Regions from separate parts of the Mus musculus genome. Here region 1 is linked to region 2. A link is a contact called in public HiChIP or PLAC-seq data. All regions are on one chromosome and are shown on one strand. The core of a region is the stretch at or near the end of the contact, and the rest is flanking DNA. Distances in the headings are between cores, read along the strand shown.

Region 1 (3,794 bases), core at 164-2,663, 320 kb after region 2:
GGGAGGGAGTGGAAGCTAGGGAGCCAGCTCAGTGGGGAAGACCCTGGCTGTGCAAGCGCGTATACCTGAGTTCAAATTCCCAGCACACAATTCAAAAGCTGGCAATGGCCATGACCTCAGTTCTGGGCAGAGCAGAGACAGGGGGATTCTGGGGACTTAGTGGCTGCCAGCCTAGGCCCAGGTTCAGTGAGAGACTGTTTCGAAAGAGTGACAGTGCAGGACACCCCATTTCCTCCTCTGGCCGTGCTCAGAAGTGGTCAGATGCACTTACACAAACAAGCATGCACCCACACAGATGTACACACACGCCACGTGCACATATGCATGCACATGCCACATGCACGCAGGAGCAAAGATAGATAGATAGATAGATAGATAGATAGATAGATAGATAGATAGGCCTAAGTCCTGTCCCCAAAGCTTATGGCTGTGTGAGCCATCAGGCTGGTGCTGAGACTCTAACTTTTGAAGCATGCCCTTCCAACCCCCTGTCCATTAACATTTAAGTTTAAAGTGGCAGCAAGGATGGCTGTGAATTCTACCTAAGAGTAGGGGAGGGGGAGCAAAATAAAGGGCTGCTCTCTCCTTCCAGAGCACAGCCTCCCTCTCCTCAAACCTGGGGAAGGAGGACTTCTCATTCTTCCCAAAGACCCGGGAGCTGAGAAAGTAGAAGGCCGTGTGTCTGTCTAGGGATCACTTCACACCGTCCTCCCTCTCCTGGCTGCTAGGAGTTTCCAAAACAACAGAAGAAGCTAAAGGTGAGGCAGAATCACTCCCCAATTCAGAGACTGAAAAACCCACAGCTTCATGAGCAAGTAGGGGAGACAGGCCCGGGGACAGAAGAAAACAGATGGCTCTTAGCCCTCACCTCAGAAGGGAAGTTGAATTCTGGGTACGTAGTCTACGACAAGAGCCACCAAGAGCTGCTATCTCTTCTTCATCTCAGCACAGCCTCTTCTCTAGCTACAGGCCGGTGGACCTCTGTGTTCTAGCCAACATCCTAAACTCACTGTCATCTCCCCCAAGATGTTTATAGATGGAAACGATCATGTTAGCAAGGGGGGCGGGGAATGAAAGACGGCAGGAGGGGGAAACGACCATGTTAGCGGGGGTGGGGGGGGGGATGAAAGAAGGCAGGAGGGAGAAGAAAATGAAGATGCTTTAATGCTAGCACTCAGAAGGCTGAAAGTTCAAGGCCAGCCTGCAATACACAGCGAGTTCCTGTCAGCCAGAGCTACACAGTAAGACCCTGTCTAAAATATAAAGTCGCCTAGCACCCGAAGGAACTAGAAGACCAGCTAACTCCATACAAATTTAGCAAAAGAAATGATATCATACATTAGGTCATGGCAACCACAGGCCACCAGCCAGCAGGAACCAGTGGGCAGCCGCTGTCTACTAACGTCTCCAGAGCACGTCGACTTTGGTAGCAGGAGCGAACCTTCTGGTCATATCTGACCTGCTGTTCAGCAAAAGCCCCATGAGTCATTCCCCAAGGTCCCTGGGGAGGAAAAGGCATCAGATAAGGGACCCGTTCTGGGAAGATTTAAAACCTTGGCGCGTGGCCCTGGTTTCCGGGGAAAGTTATTGGCCTTCTAGGTGGGGTCACCTTGAACGCTCTGCCCCGTAGTCTCTTAATCATTCATTCACAGCTATTTATAGGTGTAGCATAATTCATTCATCCATCCGACACGTGATTCTTAGGAGGGGCAAAGTGACTTGCTTCATTTTCTAGTACAACCCAGGCTCTTCAGCTTGGTCTGTTTTCTGTAGTCACAGCTCCTAGTAGCCAACCGTCATCCAACGATATCAGACGGAAAATCCCGGAAATAAACAGTTCTTGAGCTTAATTTAGTTTGTGACCAAGTCTCTAACTACACCGTCCTACCTTGCTGGGAATTCACTGTATAGACCCAGCTAACCTCAGACTTACGGAGACCCACCCGCCTCTGCCTCCCGAGTGCCAGGACAGGTGCAATCCACATCAGGCCACAAGTTATAAGTTTTTTTTTCCCCCGTTTTTCCAGACAGGGTCTCTCTGTATAGCCCTGGCTGTCCTGGACTTTGCTCTGTAGAGCAGGCTGGCCTCTCTCTGCATCCCCAGTGCTAGGATTGAAGGTGGGTGCTACTACAGCCTGGCTCACAATAAGATTGAAAACGAGCACCATTGTCAAATAGCATGCTGATGTTTGGGATCTGTCTAGCACCATCTCCGTAGGAGGCCGCTCCTCCTCATGAGCAGGTGGCCTGCTGTACTACACATACCTACATAACATACTGCATACATTGCCCGTGGTCCTGTTCTAGGGGTGACTTAGGGACCATCTTGGGTACAGACCGACTCCTGGAGTCCCAGGCTGTTCTTAAGATCATTCTCCTCTGGGGTTTGCTCCCTTAGTGCCGCGCGGGGTCAGCAAAACGGACGAGAGGGCAGAGTGGTGTCTGTGGCTTCAGTGTCCATGAGGATTTTGCCACACGTGCCCCTCCCCCTGCCTGAATAAAAGCAGCTCATCTATAGACTTCTGTATGGTCAGCATGCATTAATATAGTCAATACTGCGCTTTGGTTGATAAGTGAGGTGTGTGTGTGGGGGGGCTAGAGGTTGATGTCTGGTGTCTTCCTTATTACTTCTCCACAAAATTATTACCATTACCCCACCACCATCATCATCACCACCACTATCATCACCATCATCATCACCACCATCAGCAGCATCACCACATTTTTTTGTTTTTTTTTCTGGTTTGTTTTGTTTTGCTTTTTGAGACAGGGTTTCTCTGTGTAGCCCTGGATGTCCTGGAACTCACTCTGTAGACCAGGCTGGCCTCGAACTCAGAAATCCACCTGCCTCTGCCTCCCCAGTGCTGGGATTAAAGGCATGTGCCACCACACCCAGCTATTTTTTTGGTTTTTATTTTGTTTTTCTTTTTACACGGTGGGTCTTGAACCCAGGGTCTTGGGCATAGTAAACATATGTTTTGCCACGGAGCCACAGCCCACTCCTTGATTGTTATTAGCAAGGTGTAAGTAACGGTGTGTGAAGTGAATTCCGCAATGTGTGAAGTGAATTCCCGCGGGATGCCTGAGGGACTCTGCTCAGGATTTCCTTGTGTCTCCAGATACACCGGCCATAAAGTCATGAAACTGATTTGTTTGCATAAGACTCCCACAGACTAAGCTACAGTTTTTCAAAAAGAGAACTGTAGCAGGGCTTTTGGCTACTTTGTGGGTTCCCCTTTTCTCCCTCCCTGCTCAGGACCCCAGGTAGGTGGGGTTGGAGGCTCCTGTTGGTCAGTGAGTTTAGGTAGTAACAGACTACCGACCAACCAGGTAAATAAACAGAGTGAGGTATTTTTTCTTTAGGGAAATCCCCGAGTAAATCAGTGTTTAGCACAACTGGGTCCAAGGACTCTGCAGACATCTCTCTGCTGAGACAGCCTAGCACTGCTCGCTGCACAGACCTGACCGCCTAAGCTCATCCCAGGACTCACAAGGGAACAATGGGCACCCACAAGCAGTCCGACGACCTCAACACATGCATCATGGCACAAGTCCACACACACACACCATACACATGCTATACATACATACACACACATAAACACCACACACACACACACACACGCTACACCACACCACACACCATACACATATATATACCCACAAACACCACACACATATACATACCACACATACATACACACACACACCATACATACATACACACACCACCATACACATACATACACACCATACACATATACACGTACATACACACACACACCACACACACA
Region 2 (3,788 bases), core at 673-3,172:
CCCTTTTCTTCCCACAGGGAATATTTTCTGTGGTGACTTTTCTCCTCATCTTACCAAACCCTGTTCTTATGATGCAGGCTCAATGGTTAGTGTTTGTTTTAAGAAAAATTTTCTGAGGAAAATCCCTTCTTCCTCATTTTGAAAAAAAAATACTAAAATAGAATGCAGCAGCAGTGTAAAAGAAAACAGAAGCAAATAAGTGCTAGAGAAGGCGAGGGAAGAGTGGCAGGAGCAGGCGGGGAGGGCAAGTAAGGCAGGGAGGGCAAGCAAGGCAGGGAGGGCACCAGATCAGCAATGGTTAAGCTGTTGCAGGGATAACATTTAGAGACTTCTAATTACAGGGTAAGATGAAAGAGGATGGAGCAAGAGGTGGCAGCTGGGTTGTAGCTAGGTAAATTTCAAGTCCCGAGAGAAGTCGCCACACCATACATCCCTCAGAGAAACACTGTAAGGTTACAGAAAGCAGGAGAGATCTGGGGGGGACTCAGAGGTAGGGCAGGGCCTAGGGATGGGGAGCCCAGGGTGGTTGTGGAACAAGTGGGTATAGCAATAGGTGAGAAATGGAGAGAGTGGGGCTCCAGGGACCGGGAGCAGAGGCAGGACAACTACGCACAGGGGATGACTGGGTGCTGAGATGAAGGGGCACTAGAGGTGGGGTGTGATCAGGGTGGTGACAGATGAACTGAAGAGAGTCGAAGCAGGTAATGGCAGTGCCCGCGGCTCAGGATACGCTGGGTACTGAGGGAGGAGACACCGACTCTGGAGGTGATGGGGGCTGCTAAGGAGAGGAGACAGGGACTCTGGGGAGTGATGGTGAGGCTAATGGAAGGGAACAGGGATTTAGGGGTGATGGGGCTGCTGAGGAGAGGAAACAGGGACTGGGAAATGGGGCTGCTGATAACCAGGTAGACTTAACTCAGGGAACGATGGAGGGTGACGGTGGAGGTGGGAGGACAGGACTCTGGGGGTGGTAAGGAGTGGAAAAAGATCCTAGGGGTGATGGGAGATTCCAAATACTCCGGAGATGATAGGGGAACTGAGGGACTCTGGGGGCTATAGGGAAACTAAGAGAAAGGGGCAGGGACTCTGGGGGCTATAGGGAAACTGAAGAAGCAGACAGGGACTTCGGGGACTATAGGGGGGGCTGAGAGAAAGAGAACAGGGACTCCGGAGGCTACAGGATAATTGAGGGAAGAGGACAGGGACTCCGGAGGCTACAGGATAATTGAGGGAAGGGGACAGGGACTCCGGGGGTATAGGGAAACTGAGGGAAAGGGACAGGGACTCTGGAGGCTATAGGAAAACTAAGGGAAGGGGACATGGACTCTGGGGACTATAGGAGAACTGAGGGAAGGGGACAGGGACTCCGGGGGTGGTGGGGGCGCTGAGTGGGGCAGATAGGGACTCCAAGGCTAACCTGACACCCGGCCGGAGGCAGAGCGGGACGCCGGCGGTCGCAGCGCCGCAGAAGCAGGTGCGTGATAGGGCGGAGGCCACTCACCGGCTCGGGCGCGTCCTCCGCAGGGCTAGAGCTCAGCCCCGGCCCTGGCAGGTCGCGGCCCCGCCCGGCACCGCGAACTTTCGGTTTCCAGTCCCTGCAGCCCCTGGGCGGGGCGAGTAGCCTAGTGGGCGGCCCGGAGGAAGAGGAGGCCGCGCAGGACGAGGAGGCGGTGCCGCGGGCTCCAGCGAGAGGCCGGGCTCGCCTGCGCCCCCGCCCTCGGGGCGGGCGGAAGGGCGGCGTCGCCTCAGCGCCCGCGGTAGCGGCGGCGGCTGGACTGGCGGCTCCCCGCGGGCGCGGCGGAGGGGAGGGCGCGGCGGGGGGCGGGTTGACTGCGCCCCGGGCGGCCGCAGGTCTCGGCTGGCCCCGGAGCCAGGGGGACGCGGCGGGCGGCTCGTGCGTGCCAAGCGCGACATGGCGCGGAAGCCGAGAAGCCCCGGAGGCCCAGTGAGCACGGGGAGGGGCTAGACACTGGCTGGACAACCATTAGCTAGCTGGGGCCGGGCGGCTCGGGGACTACATTTCCCAGGACGCCAAGCGGTCGCGCCCGGAAGCGACGCGCCATGGGCACAGTGCGCAGGCGCACGCGCCGCCAAGGTCTATATAAGGAAGGTTCGCCGCCGCTCTCGTCCTTTCGTTCCGGCGGCTCCTAGAGCGTTTGCTTTGTTCCCGATATGTCTCGTCCCTCCGGGGTTAACTTGCAGATGGTGAGTTGAGTCCACACAGCACAAGTTTTTTTTTTGTTAACCTCTTATCAAGTTTAGTCGCTGTAACCGCTCCTAGTCTCCAAGTGTTGCTTATGGAGCGCGATCCCCAGGTTGACCTTCGAAGACGTGATTCAAGTGGAAAAGACGCCTTCTGCTTTGGCCTGGGAAGCTTTTTGCTGGTGTAAATGATGAACTCACTTTTTTCCCCGTCATATCGACAGTGCTGATGTTTTAAAACATTTGCCAGTTTGTCCTGATAAACACCAGCCTTCGAGGACCCTGGTCTTCTTTGTTCCTGGTCGAGGATATAGGTGGTGATGGACGCTTTTGTTTTGTAGGTTGACCTGACCAAGCAGGACAGCATGGAGGTTGGAGGGAGAGAAGGGCATCGAGGGAGATGAGAACTCACCTACCATCTGAAAGTCTTAAGGTATGCATTCGTCTAGTGGCCTAAAGTGGCAATCACGTGCTTTGAAGAGCCTTTAAGTGGGCAGTGATAGGGAATTTGATGCAAGAGTTACTGCTGAGGTTCGTTGTTTTAAAAGCCCCGAGGATTGAGCCTTATTATCAAAGTATACTAAAGTCTTTTAATTGTGTATCTGTACATACTGACACAGGAGATGCAGAGCCCTGTTGTTATTTAAAGTGTCCTGGTAGAACTGCCTGAGAAAAGGACTGATTAAGAAAATGGTCCCATTGAGATTAGTCTGTAACACATTTTCTTGGCTGTTGATATGGGAGCATTCAGCAGTTTGTGGGTGCAGTGTCTGAGCCGGGTTGAGATTTCTTTTGTATATGCGTGGTATTTAGAAAGGCAATGAAACATGTCTGCTAAAGTATTTGCAGGCTAGTGCTTTTCAAGATGTGACAATGGCTATCCTCCATTACTGTATTCTGATATCCACCCTGACCCACTCAGATAAAAATGTGAATATGCCCTAAATCAAGTAGGCCCGAGAAATGGCTTAGCAGTTAAGAGCACTGATGGCTCTTTCGAGGGGTCCTGAGTTAAATTTCTAGCAACCACATGGTGGCTCACAACCATCTATAATGGGGTCTGGTGCCCTCTTATGGTGTCTCTGAAGAGAACAATGGTGGTGTACTCGTGCATAAAATATATGAATAAATCTTACTCTTAAAAAAAGTAGGCCCGGGCTGGAGAGATGGCTCAGTGGGTAAGAGCACCCGACTGCTCTTCCGAAGGTCCAGAGTTCAAATCCCAGCAACCACATGGTGGCTCACAACCATCCTTAACGAGATCTGACTCCCTCTTCTGGAGTGTCTGAGGACAGCTACAGTGTACTTACATATAATAATAAATAAATAAATCTTTAAAAAAAAAAAAAAAAAGTAGGCCCAGGCAAGTTGACTTAAATTGAGGCAAGCCTAGAGACTGAAGGGTGCTATGTCTGAACAATTGTCATATCATTTGCAAGTGGACAGTGCCAGTCAGAGTTGTATATGTGAGACAGTTGCATTTAGGGTTTGGTGCTGGAGTCATGGGCGCCTCAGGTCATACGTGAGGCCTCCTGGTACATAATGTTGAAACTTTCCAAGGCGATTGTGATTATCTCAGCAAGTCC

The links. HiChIP or PLAC-seq counts read pairs in DNA pulled down with a chosen protein or histone mark.
Region 1: a contact with region 2 is called in an H3K27ac HiChIP or PLAC-seq map of bone marrow-derived dendritic cells, with 2.9 times the contacts expected there. The contact joins the enhancer-like site here to the promoter of Znfx1 in region 2. A contact is called at or near these places in 8 of 39 promoter capture datasets (the 3T3-L1 cell line, the C10 cell line, the HPC-7 cell line and 4 more), 11 of 115 datasets of contacts at active chromatin or transcription factors (the 230-238 cell line, bone marrow-derived dendritic cells, bone marrow-derived macrophages and 6 more) and 3 of 9 other capture datasets (adipose tissue, macrophages and pancreatic islet).

Annotation. Positions count from the first base shown.
Region 1 is chr2:167,382,333-167,386,126 of GRCm38.p6, forward strand. No RefSeq gene overlaps it. Among named protein-coding and RNA genes, the nearest start is that of B4galt5, 35 kb to the left of the region's middle. Within about 2 kb of position 1,414, at least 106 of the 459 cell types and tissues checked have an H3K27ac peak or open chromatin away from gene starts, as enhancers often do. A contact at or near this core is called in the 230-238 cell line, bone marrow-derived dendritic cells, bone marrow-derived macrophages and 3 more, where this site is marked.
Region 2 is chr2:167,061,093-167,064,880 of GRCm38.p6, forward strand. Znfx1 (zinc finger, NFX1-type containing 1) reads right to left here and starts at 1,923. Exons shown (of 14, transcript NM_001033196.2): 1 at 1,418-1,923. Zfas1 (zinc finger, NFX1-type containing 1, antisense RNA 1) reads left to right here and starts at 1,842. Exons shown (of 5, transcript NR_138563.1): 1 at 1,842-2,205; 2 at 2,544-2,635. LOC115486178 (a small nucleolar RNA gene) reads left to right here and starts at 2,381; the gene lies at 2,381-2,473.